Linked DNA regions of Mus musculus: all the other regions are linked to region 1. Evidence: chromatin contacts called from public HiChIP or PLAC-seq and promoter capture Hi-C data. All regions are on one chromosome and are shown on one strand. Each heading gives the region's core, a stretch centred on a gene start, on an enhancer-like site or on the middle of the called end of the contact. The rest is flanking DNA. Distances are from core to core; before and after follow the strand shown.

Region 1 (3,212 bases), core at 354-2,853:
CAAAAAAATAAAAAATAAATTTAAAAAAAAAATCATGGAAGTGTTAAGATATACCTTACACTCAGATACTATAACCCTAAGCTAGGGATGACTGAGAATCAACTCCAGCCAGCAGTTACTTTAACTTCTTAACAGAAGCCACTGCTTCTTGGCCACTTCTAACATCTTTCTGGGAAAACAATTCACATGGACTCAGAGTCCATGCTCATCACAAGAGCTCTACCCACTTTGTTTTTTTTTTTTTTCTTTTTTTGGAGACAGGGTTTCTCTGTGGATTGGCTTGCCCCTGCCTCCCAAGGGCCAGAGACCAAAGGCATGTGTCACCACCACAAAGTTACCTAACTTCTCGACAGATAATTCAACTCAGTTTCAAGTACTTACCACAAAACCAAAACCTCTTTTCAAGTCAATATCTCGGATCCGTCCGTAACCCTTGAAGAATCTTTCCACATCTTTCTCCCTCGCTGCTGGATTTAGTCTCCCAATGAACACTCGACAGCCACTCATGATGCCCGGCTAGTGTTTCCTGTTAGGCAGTAATTGAATCGAGACAATATCAACGATTGACACCATGGGGGTGGGGGATGTTCAGTCAAGCAGTCAAACACACCCCACGTTTACCAACTCTACTAACAAGGTCGCCATGTACCTTTTAAGTCGTTCACGACCACCACATTCAAATTCCAAGTTAAAACTTAACTCTCCAAAAGACCCCCTTCCCAGGTTCCACACGGCAGCCCACCACAACGCCAGTAGCCACCTTTCTAGACTGCGCAGCCGCACACGCTGTCCCCGGATCCCGGGGTTCCCCTCCCATCTGCCGCAGTTAAGGCCAGGCCGAGAAATGCGGGCGGAGCCGAGCCCGCCCTCTGCCAGGCCTGGTCCAATAGCAGCCGGCCGCGCCCGCGTCGCGGCCTCCCCGCGCGTCACAAGCCGGAATCTCGCGACGCCACCACCGAGCCTGCGCAGTGGGCGACGGGGCGCGTTCGCAGCACAAAATGGCGACGGCCGAAGTATGCGGCGGGGTGTGGGGGGGGGAGGAGCGTAGCGAGCCGAGCTGCGTGCCCCCGAGACACGGGCAAGCCCGGGGCCCAGAGCGCTGCGCCTGCGCCGGCCCACGGGGGGAAACCCTAAGCTGCCCTGGGCCAGGCCGGCTCCCCGGCGTCCGGGCCTCGATGAGAGCCATTAAGGGCGGCAGGGAGGGGCGCGCTGCTTCCCGACACAAACGCCCTCCCCACGCCCGCCCTTCCGCCTCGTGTCCCCCTCACGCAACACCCACAGGGAGACGTGCCCCAGCGCCCACCTCAAATCAACTGCGCTCTCTGAGTCGCCGTCCTCCGCAAAGAGCGAAGCCCCGGCCACTTGCGACCCGAGCGGCCATGAAGAAGCCTCGATCCGAGAAGCCTTGCCCTCAAAGCGTGCCACTCACCTACCGGACAGGGTCTTTGGCGGCTGAGACCCCGGAGAGGTCCGTAGTCTGCGACGGAGCTGTCTGCCTCCCTACACAAACACACACACAACACACATACACACGAACCCAACTCGTCTACAGTCTCTCCACAACTGACGCACTTAGCAGCTCGGACGTTGCACAAAATGGAAGGGACGTCCTGGCGTCACTTCCGGGGCGGTGCCAGAAGCTCGGGGACCGCCCACTTGGAGCTGAGGACAGACGGTTCCTGGGAGCCGGAAGTTCTAGTAGGGCGGGGCTTCCTTACCGCGACCCCTGGCGAGAGCAGTGGGTGGTGGGAGGACTAGAAACGTTCGTTCAGTTGGCAGGATACACCGGGACACTTCTTTGGATACGAAAAGATGTATTTAAACTTTTTCTTAGGTCCCTCGAAGATTACCAAGAAACCCAGGCTTTTCAAAAATCACCTGTTTCTTTTAAAAATTCATTTACATAGTCGGTCTCGCTAAGCAGTCCTGGCTAGCCTTGAGCTCAGCGATCCAGCCGGTCCGCCTTCAGTGTGATAGGATTATTGGCCCGAGCACCAGGTCCAATTCTTTCTTTCTTTCTTTCTTTCTTTCTTTCTTTCTTTCTTTCTTTCTTTCTTTCTTTCTTTCTTTCTTTCTTCCTTCCTTCCTTCCTTCCTTCCTTTCTTTCTTTCTTTCTTTCTTTCTTTCTTTCTTTCTCTCTTTAGCCTCTTCTGCAAATTGTACTTATCAATGTCCTTCAAGAGAGGGTTCTTAGCCGGGCGTGGTGGCACACGCCTTTAATCCTAGCACTTGGGAGGCAGAGGCAGGAGGATTTCTGAGTTCAAGGCCAGCCTGGTCTACAGAGTGAGTTCCAGGACAGCCTGGTCTACACAGAGAAATCCTGCCTCGGAAAAAAGAGAGAGAGAGAGGGTTCTCTGAGGCTCAAGTAAGTGAATTCTTTCAGTGTTGTGGTTTTTGTTCTGATCAGCCTAAGGAACTGAATTGTTTTCTACTAAAGGAGAGATTTCACGTGGTGAAATAATGAAATTGGTACTGTGGGTAAAAAAAAAAAAAACAAAAAACGCTCCTATATATTGAATCCCTAGGGCCAATCTTGGCTCAGCTAGCTGGGAAAGATTTCAAGTTGTTTCTAAATCCAACTGGCCATTGTCCATTCCTTTCTGTCCAGGTCTCAATCTCAATAGTTAGGTGGACGGTGGTAGCTTCAGCCTTTAATCATCTCTGTGAGTTCCAGGCCTACCTTATCTACAAAGTCCAAGACAGCCAGGAAAACCCTGAGTCAAAGAACCAAAAAAAAAAAAAAAAAAAAAAAAGAGTCGAAATCAACAGTTATTGAGAAATAGAGTTTATGCTTCCAGCATGGATGTAATACACAGCAGTCCACATCGGTAACTCTATCCAGCCTTCCCCAGTGAGGTTGGGAGGTCTAGAAACATTGACAATAAAGACTGTTGTTGTTGTGAAAAAGGCTACTTCTCTTTAATATTTTTATCTGTAACCTAAGGCATCATCTAGATTTTGAGATGTACCTAGAATAGAGTCACACAATTTCAGCTAGGGTCACAGGGATGAACTGATAGCTCAAGAAGGAGCAGAGCAACCCTGGGTCTGACCTCATTCACGTGGAATAAGCTTGTCTATTCAGTTAACTATGCAAATAAAAACAGCATCAGTGGACCCATTAAAAAACATGTAGCGGGCAGTGGTGGCGCACTCCTTTAATCCCAGCACTCGGGAGGCAGAGGCAGGCGGATTTCTGAGTTCCAGAACAG
Region 2 (3,412 bases), core at 612-3,111, 2.5 Mb before region 1:
CTATATTACTATTGTACAGCACTGCTGAACACCAGACTTTAATTCTGGTCCAGGCTCCTGTCTCCTTTAAGCATGTTTACTCTTAAGTCCCTTGCTTTTGAAGATTTTGGTCCAAATCTGTGTCCTTTTAATCTATGATACAAAACCCAAAGTTAATAATACCTCTATATTTCTCAGAAGTGATAAAAGTGACTATAAAGTCAGAATTGTATTGACAGTTAAAATGACATTCCATGAAGTACAAAAGCCAAGGCAATACGATTTGGGGGGGGGGCGTGGGGAGACAGGGAGATGAGACTGGGTTTCCATGTTGGGGGGTGGGTATCCATATGTAGTTCAGGCTGGTTTTGAACTTTAAGGGAGCACCATTGTACCTGGTTCTGTTTAGAATTCATTAATGCCAGTTTTCTCAACATGAGACTCTGTAACGAGAAGAGAGGGTGGGAGAACATCACCCTACTAGGCAAACAAAGAGTTAAATATTTCCAGTCTGCACGCACAGACTCACTCAGCTTTGCTGGGCTTATCTGTAACTCTAATAGTGAATGGAGCTGGAATCTGAAAGTTCTGGACTGCTTTGTAATTGTATTTTACTTTATTCATCGAGAGTCGTAAAAGGCGAGAGCAGGTGGAATTGTGAACTGCAATTCAGCATCTCTCGGTTTCCTTTTCACTTCCCAGCCCCCAGCTATTTGACCTGATTAAACAGCCAAGGGGGCCATAGCCCGGCTTCTATAAGCTAACGATGCCTGTGCCCTCTAAGTGATTTCATGAGTTTTCGCCCACTCCGAGTCTCCCTGTGCTCCGTGGAAGTCTGAGTTCGCAGAAGTCTCTCAGTTTCTTCTGGGGTTTATCAGATTCTGAGCAGCCGCATACTGGGGAAGCCAGGAGTCACGTCTGAACATTCACTTGCAAATTCTTTTCACCTCCTATCTTAGTCCAGAAAGGTGACGCCTGAATTCTCAGAGCCGTTCCCAGAGGGGACTCAGGCAACACCTACCTCAGGCTCTAACAATTTTTGCATAGTTACTGACTTCCCTAGCTGCGTTTCCTAAAGTTGCCTCAAAATTTCCCCAACCTTCTGCCTAAAAAGCGCCAGGTCTCACTTCGCTCCCAAGCTGGCCATGTCAGATCAGTGTGAATCGTTGACAGTGGAGAACGGTGGTCGTAGGGGACCGCGCGGAGTGACCACCCGTGAATTACGTAACAAAAGCCGTGGCTGTCCGCAAGCCTGACACTGAGACATTCCAGGAGGAAGGGAGTTGCTGTCCTGGACTCTCCAGTTCTCAGAAACCGCCCGGGGAAGGTGGCTGAGATCAAGAAAACACTTCGGGAACAAGAATATTGAACAGCCGCGGAACCCAGAACATTATTAGCAAACAGTGGAACACGAGTAGTAATTTCTTGGAGGAAACTGCAGCCTTCCAACTTTTTGCACTGCAACACGGTGGTGTACAAGGAGCTCGGGGGTTAAAAACCGTGATTTACAAAGCCCAGAGCTAATGAATGGGGTTAAGTGGTTTTGTTGGCACTATGTAAATATTCTTGTCCAGGAGCGCAAACTCTGCAGTTATTTAGCAAAGTAGGGACTCCAACTAAGCGAGAATGCTCTCCCATGTTGTCTCCACGAGTTCCAATCTAAAAGGGCGCTACTAACACGGTACTGCCCCTTTAAGACCTGCTCGCTCTCGGGCTCTACAAAAGGGAGTGACCTCTGGGCTTTGACAGCTCCCCTAATAACTACCACCACGCAGGCCCCGCCCACTTGGCGACCAGCCGCGCCGATTGGCCGGTAGGCCGGTATCCCGTGCTCTGATTGGCCTGCCGCTTCCCCTGAGCGAACCTTTAGAACTCTGAGACAGACAATATTCTGTTACATTGTAGCAAAATGGCGACTGTCATTCACAACCCCCTGAAAGCGTAAGTAAGACTAAAAAATGTACATATTCCGCGTGGTTTCAATATGAAAAAAAGGCGCCTTGTGGAGCGCAGCCGGCGCCCGGCTCTCGCAGACACCTCCCGCTGCGCCCGGGCTCCTCTTTTCTTCCTGCTCTTACTTCTTCATCTTTTTTTTTCCTCCCAGCGCGCAGAAATGTCAGGAGATGCAATTAACAAAAAGAAAATTGTTACATTTGTGTTCTGCTTAATTGGCTGACCGGGACCGGGAGGGAACACAGAGCGGCGGCGCCGGCTCAGGAGCTGCGGGGGTCGTGAGCAGCCCGGGTCTTCACGGTTCTCGGAGTCCCCTGCCTCTCCCGGCGCCGCGCGGAGCTGGCTGAGGCTGGCCAGAGCGCGGGGTTGGCTGAGCCTGGCCGGAGCGCGGGGCAGAGACCGCGTCGTGCGCTCGGCTGAGCCCTGCACTCCAAGCCCGAACCTTCCCGGCCCCGCTGCTCGTCCACCCAGGCGGGCAGACGGACCGCAGCGGCTGCGGAGTTTTGCAGGGCGTTCGCTCTGCCTTCCGAGCTCTCGCAGGGAGTTTGTGTAAACCTTCCGGAGTTGGGAGGACAGCGCGCGGAGCGGCGGGTCCCGGGAGTCCTGGGGCCCAGGTGCTTGCCCCGGGCTTTTCCACTCCGGCAGCCGGGGATCAGGCAGGCGCTCCGGGCGGTCGCCGGTGTGTCTGTGTATTTGTAGGCTAACTGGCTCTAGTAAATTAACGATCCGGGTTAACTTGGGGTTGATATGGAGGCAGGGAAACTGCAGGTCTTATAAATGGTGTGCTTGCCTGCTCTGGGTGAAAAGCCGAGGCGGTGGAGGCGGCGGTGGAGGGCTCTGGCGACAGCGAGGGGCAGGTGCCTCCCGGAGACTTTGAGCGGACACAGGGGGGCGGGCTGCGCAAGGACTCGCGGGGGCCGGTTCCCGATCGGAGCTGCCTGCCCGCCGGTCTTCCTTCCTTCCTTCCTTCCTTCCTTCCTTCCTTCCTTCCTTCCTTCTTCCAGTCGGTGGACTGAATATGAAGCCGCAAGTCCGCGGGTGATCGCGGAGCCGGGGGTGGCCTCGGAAAACTAGTGTGGCTCTCAAGGGGCGCTATTGGCAGGCATGTTGGCAGAGGGTGGATCCTTGGGAATCGCGGCGCGGCGTGGGCACCCAGTGGGTGCCCGGTGTACTAGGACTTCCCCGCCCTGATGAAAGCCAGTGGGAGTCGGAGGGTGAGCGTGGGTGTTTAGTGCCAATTCTTCCCGGTGTGTGTCAGTGGTCGATCTTGGCTCTTTTAGCTGCGCGCTACAGCGTCCCTGGCTATGGGAGTCGAAAACACCGTTCGCTTTGGGGAGCAGCAGGGCGGCGGCGAGAGAGTGTGCGTGGGATTCCTAGTGCCAAGAAACCCGTAGGGAGAACCCGCTGCGTTTGCACCAGCCAACAACCAGGAATAGGGCAGGGATGTCCCAGATCTTGGAGTTTCCATGAGATATTGCTG
Region 3 (3,093 bases), core at 43-2,542, 2.1 Mb after region 1:
GTGCTGGGATTAAAGATATGTGTACCTCACACCTCTCACAAGGGATCCCACTTCTGTAGTTAATGCCATACAGACTGTATGTGTTCTGATGTAAACAAACAAAAACACACTTCAAAGCTAGTTTCAAATACCTTGCATTATTAGTATTTTGCCCCTGTTAACTTCTAGAGTCGGTACATTGTCATGTCACCATAGCAGATATGGGCAATGAACATTCCAAAATAAAATGTACCACGCTGGGAAAACGCTGTTCAGCTCTAAAGTTTACTAGTACAACTAAGTCTTTTGAGAATCAGGGCCCACCATCTGGCATCATAGGCACAGAAAAAGCACTACAATTTCATAACTGACATTTTTGATGAACTGTCGAGGGTCTCCACCTCTTTAACAACAACTTGAGGAGGAGAAAAATCAAGACTTTTCTGATGTACCCTTTCTTCAAGAAACAATGTTTGTTCCTTAGTGGAAATTAAAGCATCCTAAATATAAGGGGGTGTTTAAGAGCCCCAATGCGAGTACACACTTAACTCTAAAGTTTTACGCTTTCAGCGTCCATAATTACAAAACTCCAGTTTTATTTTCGCAGTTACCCAAACAGGGCAAATAACTTCAACAGCTGATTTTAAATTCCAGGAATTCACTCATACAGAAATGCACAGCTAGAGCGAAAACTTAACGACCTCAACACTAATAGTTCCATTTTGGACTTTTTTTTAACTTAAATATGGTGGTTTATCCTATTGTTTCTTTGGCGAAAAGTTCAGTCTCCACAGAGAGAAAAGTTTTGGCAGTATCTTGGGGCTGAAAAGAAGGATAAAAGAAAGAAAAAAAAAAAAAGCCCAAATTCTCCGGTCCGGTAAAAGCAATCGTCTTGAACTAGGAGTGGGACTGGAGTCGAGGGTTCTCCAGAGGCCTCCCCACCACAAGACATCTTTAAGGAGGCTGTAAAAATCTACTTGGCCCACGTTCCTTCAGGGGTTCCTCCGCCCGTCCAGCCACGTTTCTGGCTCGCAGGAGCAGACACCGGCTGGCGAGAGGGCGCAGGAAATCACCAGCGGGCGGTGGCGACGGGGTCCAGACACTTCCCGCGCAAGAACGGGAAAGGGGGGGTAGCCCGGGGCCTAGCCGCACTGGACAAAACCAAGGCGAATCCTCGGGGAGAGCAAGCTGCGGGGCCGGTCACCTGAAGTGGATGTGTGAATCCCGAAGTAGGGTCCCACGCCGTGCTGCTTAGTGGCAACGAGGAGACTCGGAACACCAACCCCGGACGCCGAAGCTCCTCAGCGTGCGCTTCGCCCAACCCAGCGCGCATGCGGAGCCACCTCTCACTGCGCAGGCGCCGACAGAAAAGGATCCTTCGTTGCCACTAACCATAGAGTCTTGGTCCTCCTAATATGGGCGGTGTGAACCAAGGGACGAGCTGAAGAGTCACTGCCCCTGGTATTTATAGATTTTTTTGCGGAGGGAACTTGCTAGGTTTAAAGGAGAGGTAAGTTTCTGTTTCTTGCTCCAGGATGATCGCTTTAAGTTTTAGTCAACCAAGAGAGGGCGCTGTGACGAATGGCGGAAAGCCGAGGAAGAGGAGGAGCGTGATCCTCTCCTGACCCATCCCTCAGAGCGTGCTGGGTGCCGGCGACTCGCCGGAGGGAGGGGCGGTGGAGAGACCCGGAATTCCGGACTGTGCGCGCTTCCACATCCGGGCATTCCGTCTCCTCCCCCTCCCTCAGTCCTCGCCCAACAGGAACCGGAAGTGGGAACCGGTTTCCTGGTTGCCTCTTAGCAACGCAGTTGTCAAGTGACCCGGTCAGCTGACTCCCGTGGAGGCGGGCACTGGGGTAACCGGTTCTGGAGGTGTTGCGGTCCCGATTGTCTCGCCGGGGGGCCCGAGCCGAGTCACCGTCAGGATGTCGGGCAAAGACCGGATTGAAATCTTCCCTTCGCGAATGTAAGTTAAAGACTAGGACAAGCGACAACCGTGTTCAGGCACATCTTCCCGGCGCGCATTCCTGCGTACCCTTGGCCACCAGCAAGGTTCCTTGGTTTCTGGGTCGCTCCTTGAGCTTTCCCCAGGGTCTTCGTTTCCTCTGAGTTCCGAGCGAGGTTTCTTTCCAACGCTCCCCTCCCCTGCTGTTTCTGAGAGAAGAGGCCGGAGAAAGTGGTTCCAGTCCACAGGAAAAGGGGGTTCACCTGCTGGCAGCTTTTGGAGGTCGATGCCTTTACTCACTCATTCCGCACACCCTTTGAGCCACACACGGAGTTTACATAACTGAGCCGTCGGCGCCATCTCTACCTCCCAGGGCTCATCATTGCTGAGGATTGAGATGTAGACGCTGAGGTCTGACCAAAGCTCCCAGACGGGAAGTTATGTGACAGGGAAGCAGCTAGAAGGCCCCTCAGCCAAAGTGACATTGAATGTGTCACCCTCTCGCAGCTGTAGGTTTCAGTCTTGGATCCCGTCAAGTGTTATTTGCTGTGGGAAGATATCCCTGCATTTCTGAGGTATTCCTATAGCCCTGTGATGACTGCACTCTTTACGTCTAGCAAGTGTCACTCATGACACTGTCACGCGGGTATTTATTTGGGCTGTCTCCTGGATGAAGGAGGCATCTTTTTAATGCATAGAAGGTCCACAGAAAATTGTTCCTTGAACCCTTGCTTGGGATGTGCTCAGTTACAGGCCGCCTTTCTGCTTTGGGTTAACATCCTTGTTAGGAGAAGTGATGAAGTGAAAACTTGAAGTTTTCTCAAATACATATAATAACTTGTGGAAAGAAAAGGGTATTTGTGCTCTCATCTTCAATTGTTCCTGAAGAAGGAAATCAGTTTTTATTCTGATAATTAGGTCTCTCACTGTGGTCCTGTTTTGGGGCCTGTTTAGGGTTTTGCGTGTGTGTGTGTGTGTGTGTGTGTGTGTGTGTGTGTGTGTGTGAGAGAGAGAGAGAGAGAGAGACAGACTGTATTGTTTACCTTATCCTATGCCTTTTTACTTATAGACCCAAGGACTCTTAAATAGTTTCATTTAAACCACAGAATGAGTTTCTGTCTCTGCCAGGGTATATGTAGCTCTGAGTGAATGAAAGGGTTTAATTATTT
Region 4 (3,103 bases), core at 259-2,758, 2.6 Mb before region 1:
CCCTAACCTTCACTTACACACATACATTATACATACACACAAATACACAACCATAATAAGCTAACCCTACTACACAGCATGGAAACCGAGGCTTATAGAACTAACAATACCTGACTAACAAAGTCGCATTAGAGATACAGGAGCATCCTGCACTTGTAGGCTCCATCAGCCAAAAGACACCACCTCGATTACTTTCCACTGTTATCGACAACTGGATTTCCAGGTCGTGGGATTTTTGTCTTCTCCGAGTAGCTGACTTGGAGTTGTTAGTTGTTTTGTTTTATGTTTTTCTTCTTACTGCCTTGCTCCACACACAAGGCTGTGTCTGGTCATCCAAGGTGGAGGGAGTTGTGGCGCTCCCCAAAGTCACTAGAACTGGTGTGGAAAGGCTTCGTTTCTCACTAACACCCATCTTACTGTGGCAGGGAATGGAGGCTGGTCCACATCTGGGCTTCCTAACTTTTCCAAATACCAGCCTGCACACAACCTCAGGCAAGCCACCACGTAACCTCTCTTTCTGTGTCTTATAAAGATACCGCTAGGGTTGGAGAGATAGCTCAGCAGTTAAGAGCACTTGCTGTTCTTCAGAGTTCAGGAGCTCACAACGTCTCAAATTACAGTTTCAGGAGTTTGACACATTTGGGTCTCTTGGATCTTCCACAGACACATGTAAGCACACACACCCACATACACAATTAAAAATAAAAGCTCTTTTAAAAGGTGTGTGTGTGTAGATGTCTTAGTGGTTAAGAAAGCTGAGGACCCAGGTTCAAATCCTAGCACCCCGCAGGGCGGCTCACGATCATCCAGCTGGAGGAGATCTCACTGATCTCTTCTGGCCTCCCTGAACACCAGGCTTGTTCGAAGTACACTCATGTATGCACGCCAAATATCCACATACATAAAAGAAGCCTTTAAAAAAAAAAAAAGCAAAATCCCAGCACTTGGGAGGCAGAAGGCGGATTTCTGAGTTCAAGGCCAGCAGCCTGGTCTACAGAGTGAGTTCCAGGACAGCCACGGCTACACAGAGAAACCCTGCCTCGAAAAACCAAAAAACAAAAAAACCAAAAACATAAACTTCCAAAATTTATACCATAAAGTACTATTGGCCTCCTGGCCTCGTGTTTCTTCACAGCCCAAATTTCAACAGAGGCAGAGGTCTACTGCAGGCTGGACTCTGCAAGGGGATCCTGGGGACGCCGCAGGACTCGCCAGGTCCTGGCCCACGCCCACTCCGGCCTTGTATGGCACGCTCACTCCTCCTGCCTTCAGCCTTGCCTTCTCTGTCCTCTGCGTGGGTACAGCGGCACCCTCCGTCGGCGCCCAGATGCACGCCACGCATGGGAACAGCCTTACCTGCACAGATGGTCCTCTCAGCTACGACACTTCTGGGCTGGAGCACCCAGGGGCGTGCAAAGATCCGGAAAGACCCTCATGTTGTGTTGTCGCACCCCATAGGACTAAAGCGGCCGGTTCTTTCTTCTCATTGAATTAGGCTTCTGCCTGTCCATGTCAGTAGGGGCGGTCTTTACGGAGGGCGGGACTTAGGATTTCCGCCTTGTCCTGGTCGAGCGTGCCCGGGCTTGGCACGCTTAGGGGCGGGGTCTGATGCGCTTTGGGGCGGGGCTAGAGATTGCTACCGCCTCCTCAGAGTCCCTGGTACTCTCTTGACAGTGAGTCTTCCTTCTTACTGCGGATCATATCCCGAGAAATTTCTCTCGGCTTGGAGCTGGTACACAGGCCCGAGTTAACACTGATATGTGAGAGAGGGAAGATGATTGTTTTGTGGAAAGAGCAAAGGAGACTCTGAGGAGGAAAGCGAAAAAGACTTTGGGACGCAGTTGCCGGTGCCGGGAGGCTCCTTGAATCTAGGTCAGGTTGTTTCCTCCTTGCTATGTGACCTAAGGTGTGCTTATCACTTCTCTGGGCCTTAATTTCTTCCACTGTAACAAGAAAGTTGAACAAATATTGTCAATGATCTCCAGCCCAAAGTTTGTACAGGTAATATTTCTAGAATGGTACACGTGTGCCTTGGTCAGAAAACCACCCCAGAGTACCACTGCAAAGAAGACGGAGTTTGTAACAGGTCAGAAGTGATAGTAGTGAGAGCAGAATGGGTTCAAATAGGTCAGGCTAAGTGGGGACCACCAACAGCCTTGATCTTAATTGCATTTGGAGAACAGAATCCCTTCCTGAGATTCATTGTGTGCGGTGCTCGCCCAGGCTCCTGATGCTGGACCGCTAGAAGCTAGCTATTAGTGATCATAGATGTGGGCCTATGAAAACACTTCAGCCTGTAGCAAGTTTACAGACGTGTGCAGGGATATGCAGAGTGCTAGGTTCTGAGGGAAACGAGAGAAGTGAGCACTACTGCTTCCCGGAGCTTGAACTGCCAGAAAAGGACAAAGCAGACTTCAAAGAAGATGTGGCTGGAAGCCTGTTTCAGCTACTGGTTGGACTGGCTGTGAGGACCTTGGAATCTTTAGCAAAGTGGTTGAGGCTGGAGAACAGCCTCAGAGGCATGGAAAACCATGGGACCTCAGAGACTGGAGCCTTGTTGGGTAAAGCTGTGGGCAGATGGGAGACATAACAATAGGAGAATCTCTGACCTGAATTCTGGGAGGAGGAAGGCAGGATTTGTAAACTGAAGCCTTGAGGACCCTGGAGGACTGAGGAGGAGGGGGGAGGAGGAGGCGGCCATGGGAGGCTTGTGAAGGATTGGCAAACAGGCAGCTGACTGACCCCATTGACAGGATTCACTGAATTCCCACCATGGGAACTGGGTGGACACCAGTTTTGCCTTGGAAACCTGTAATATACACTCACTTCACAAAGGAACCATGGTCAGAAGCAAGTCAAGCGGCATGGCCCGACTCTGTTTTCTCTCAGGTAAAGTGAGGGTAGAAAGTAATGCTGAAAAAGGAAGTCCTGAAGAGTAAAGGCTATGTATGACCCCAAATCAGGTGCTTGGCTTATGGCTTCCAGTGACTAAGCAGCCAGAGTTACAAATTTAACTCGGTGTCTAGATAGTGTATAATATCCAGAGGTGAAAGGAAGCCACACACACACACCACCACCACCACCACCACCACCAATTCAAAAT

Evidence for each region. Promoter capture Hi-C pulls out the DNA fragments that hold promoters and counts their contacts. HiChIP or PLAC-seq counts read pairs in DNA pulled down with a chosen protein or histone mark. Capture Hi-C pulls out chosen DNA fragments and counts their contacts.
Region 2: a promoter capture Hi-C map of pre-B cells shows a contact between it and region 1, with 6 times the contacts expected there. The contact joins the promoter of Dpf3 here to the promoter of Srsf5 in region 1. A contact is called at or near these places in 2 of 39 promoter capture datasets (embryonic stem cells and pre-B cells) and 1 of 484 Hi-C or Micro-C datasets (embryonic stem cells).
Region 3: a contact with region 1 is called in a promoter capture Hi-C map of adipose tissue. The contact joins the promoter of Eif2s1 here to the promoter of Srsf5 in region 1. A contact is called at or near these places in 5 of 484 Hi-C or Micro-C datasets (CD4 T cells, CD8 T cells, natural killer cells and 1 more), 1 of 115 datasets of contacts at active chromatin or transcription factors (cardiomyocytes) and 2 of 9 other capture datasets (adipose tissue and liver).
Region 4: an H3K27ac HiChIP or PLAC-seq map of embryonic stem cells shows a contact between it and region 1, with 5 times the contacts expected there. The contact joins the promoter of Dcaf4 here to the promoter of Srsf5 in region 1. A contact is called at or near these places in 4 of 115 datasets of contacts at active chromatin or transcription factors (astrocytes, embryonic stem cells, extraembryonic endoderm stem cells and 1 more).

Annotation. Positions count from the first base shown.
Region 1 is chr12:80,943,890-80,947,101 of GRCm38.p6, reverse strand. Srsf5 (serine and arginine-rich splicing factor 5) reads right to left here and starts at 1,603. Exons shown (of 8, transcript NM_001079694.2): 1 at 1,430-1,603; 2 at 382-526. The coding sequence starts at 507. Gm20337 (predicted gene, 20337) reads left to right here and starts at 1,703. Exons shown (of 3, transcript NR_045057.1): 1 at 1,703-2,365.
Region 2 is chr12:83,486,185-83,489,596 of GRCm38.p6, reverse strand. It overlaps Dpf3 (D4, zinc and double PHD fingers, family 3), which reads left to right and starts at 1,861. Exons shown (of 11, transcript NM_001267625.1): 1 at 1,861-1,920. The coding sequence starts at 1,889.
Region 3 is chr12:78,860,271-78,863,363 of GRCm38.p6, reverse strand. It overlaps Eif2s1 (eukaryotic translation initiation factor 2, subunit 1 alpha), which reads right to left and starts at 1,292. Exons shown (of 8, transcript NM_026114.3): 1 at 1,184-1,292. Atp6v1d (ATPase, H+ transporting, lysosomal V1 subunit D) reads left to right here and starts at 1,726. Exons shown (of 9, transcript NM_023721.2): 1 at 1,726-1,945. The coding sequence starts at 1,905.
Region 4 is chr12:83,518,871-83,521,973 of GRCm38.p6, reverse strand. Dcaf4 (DDB1 and CUL4 associated factor 4) reads right to left here and starts at 1,508. Exons shown (of 14, transcript NM_030246.2): 1 at 1,357-1,508.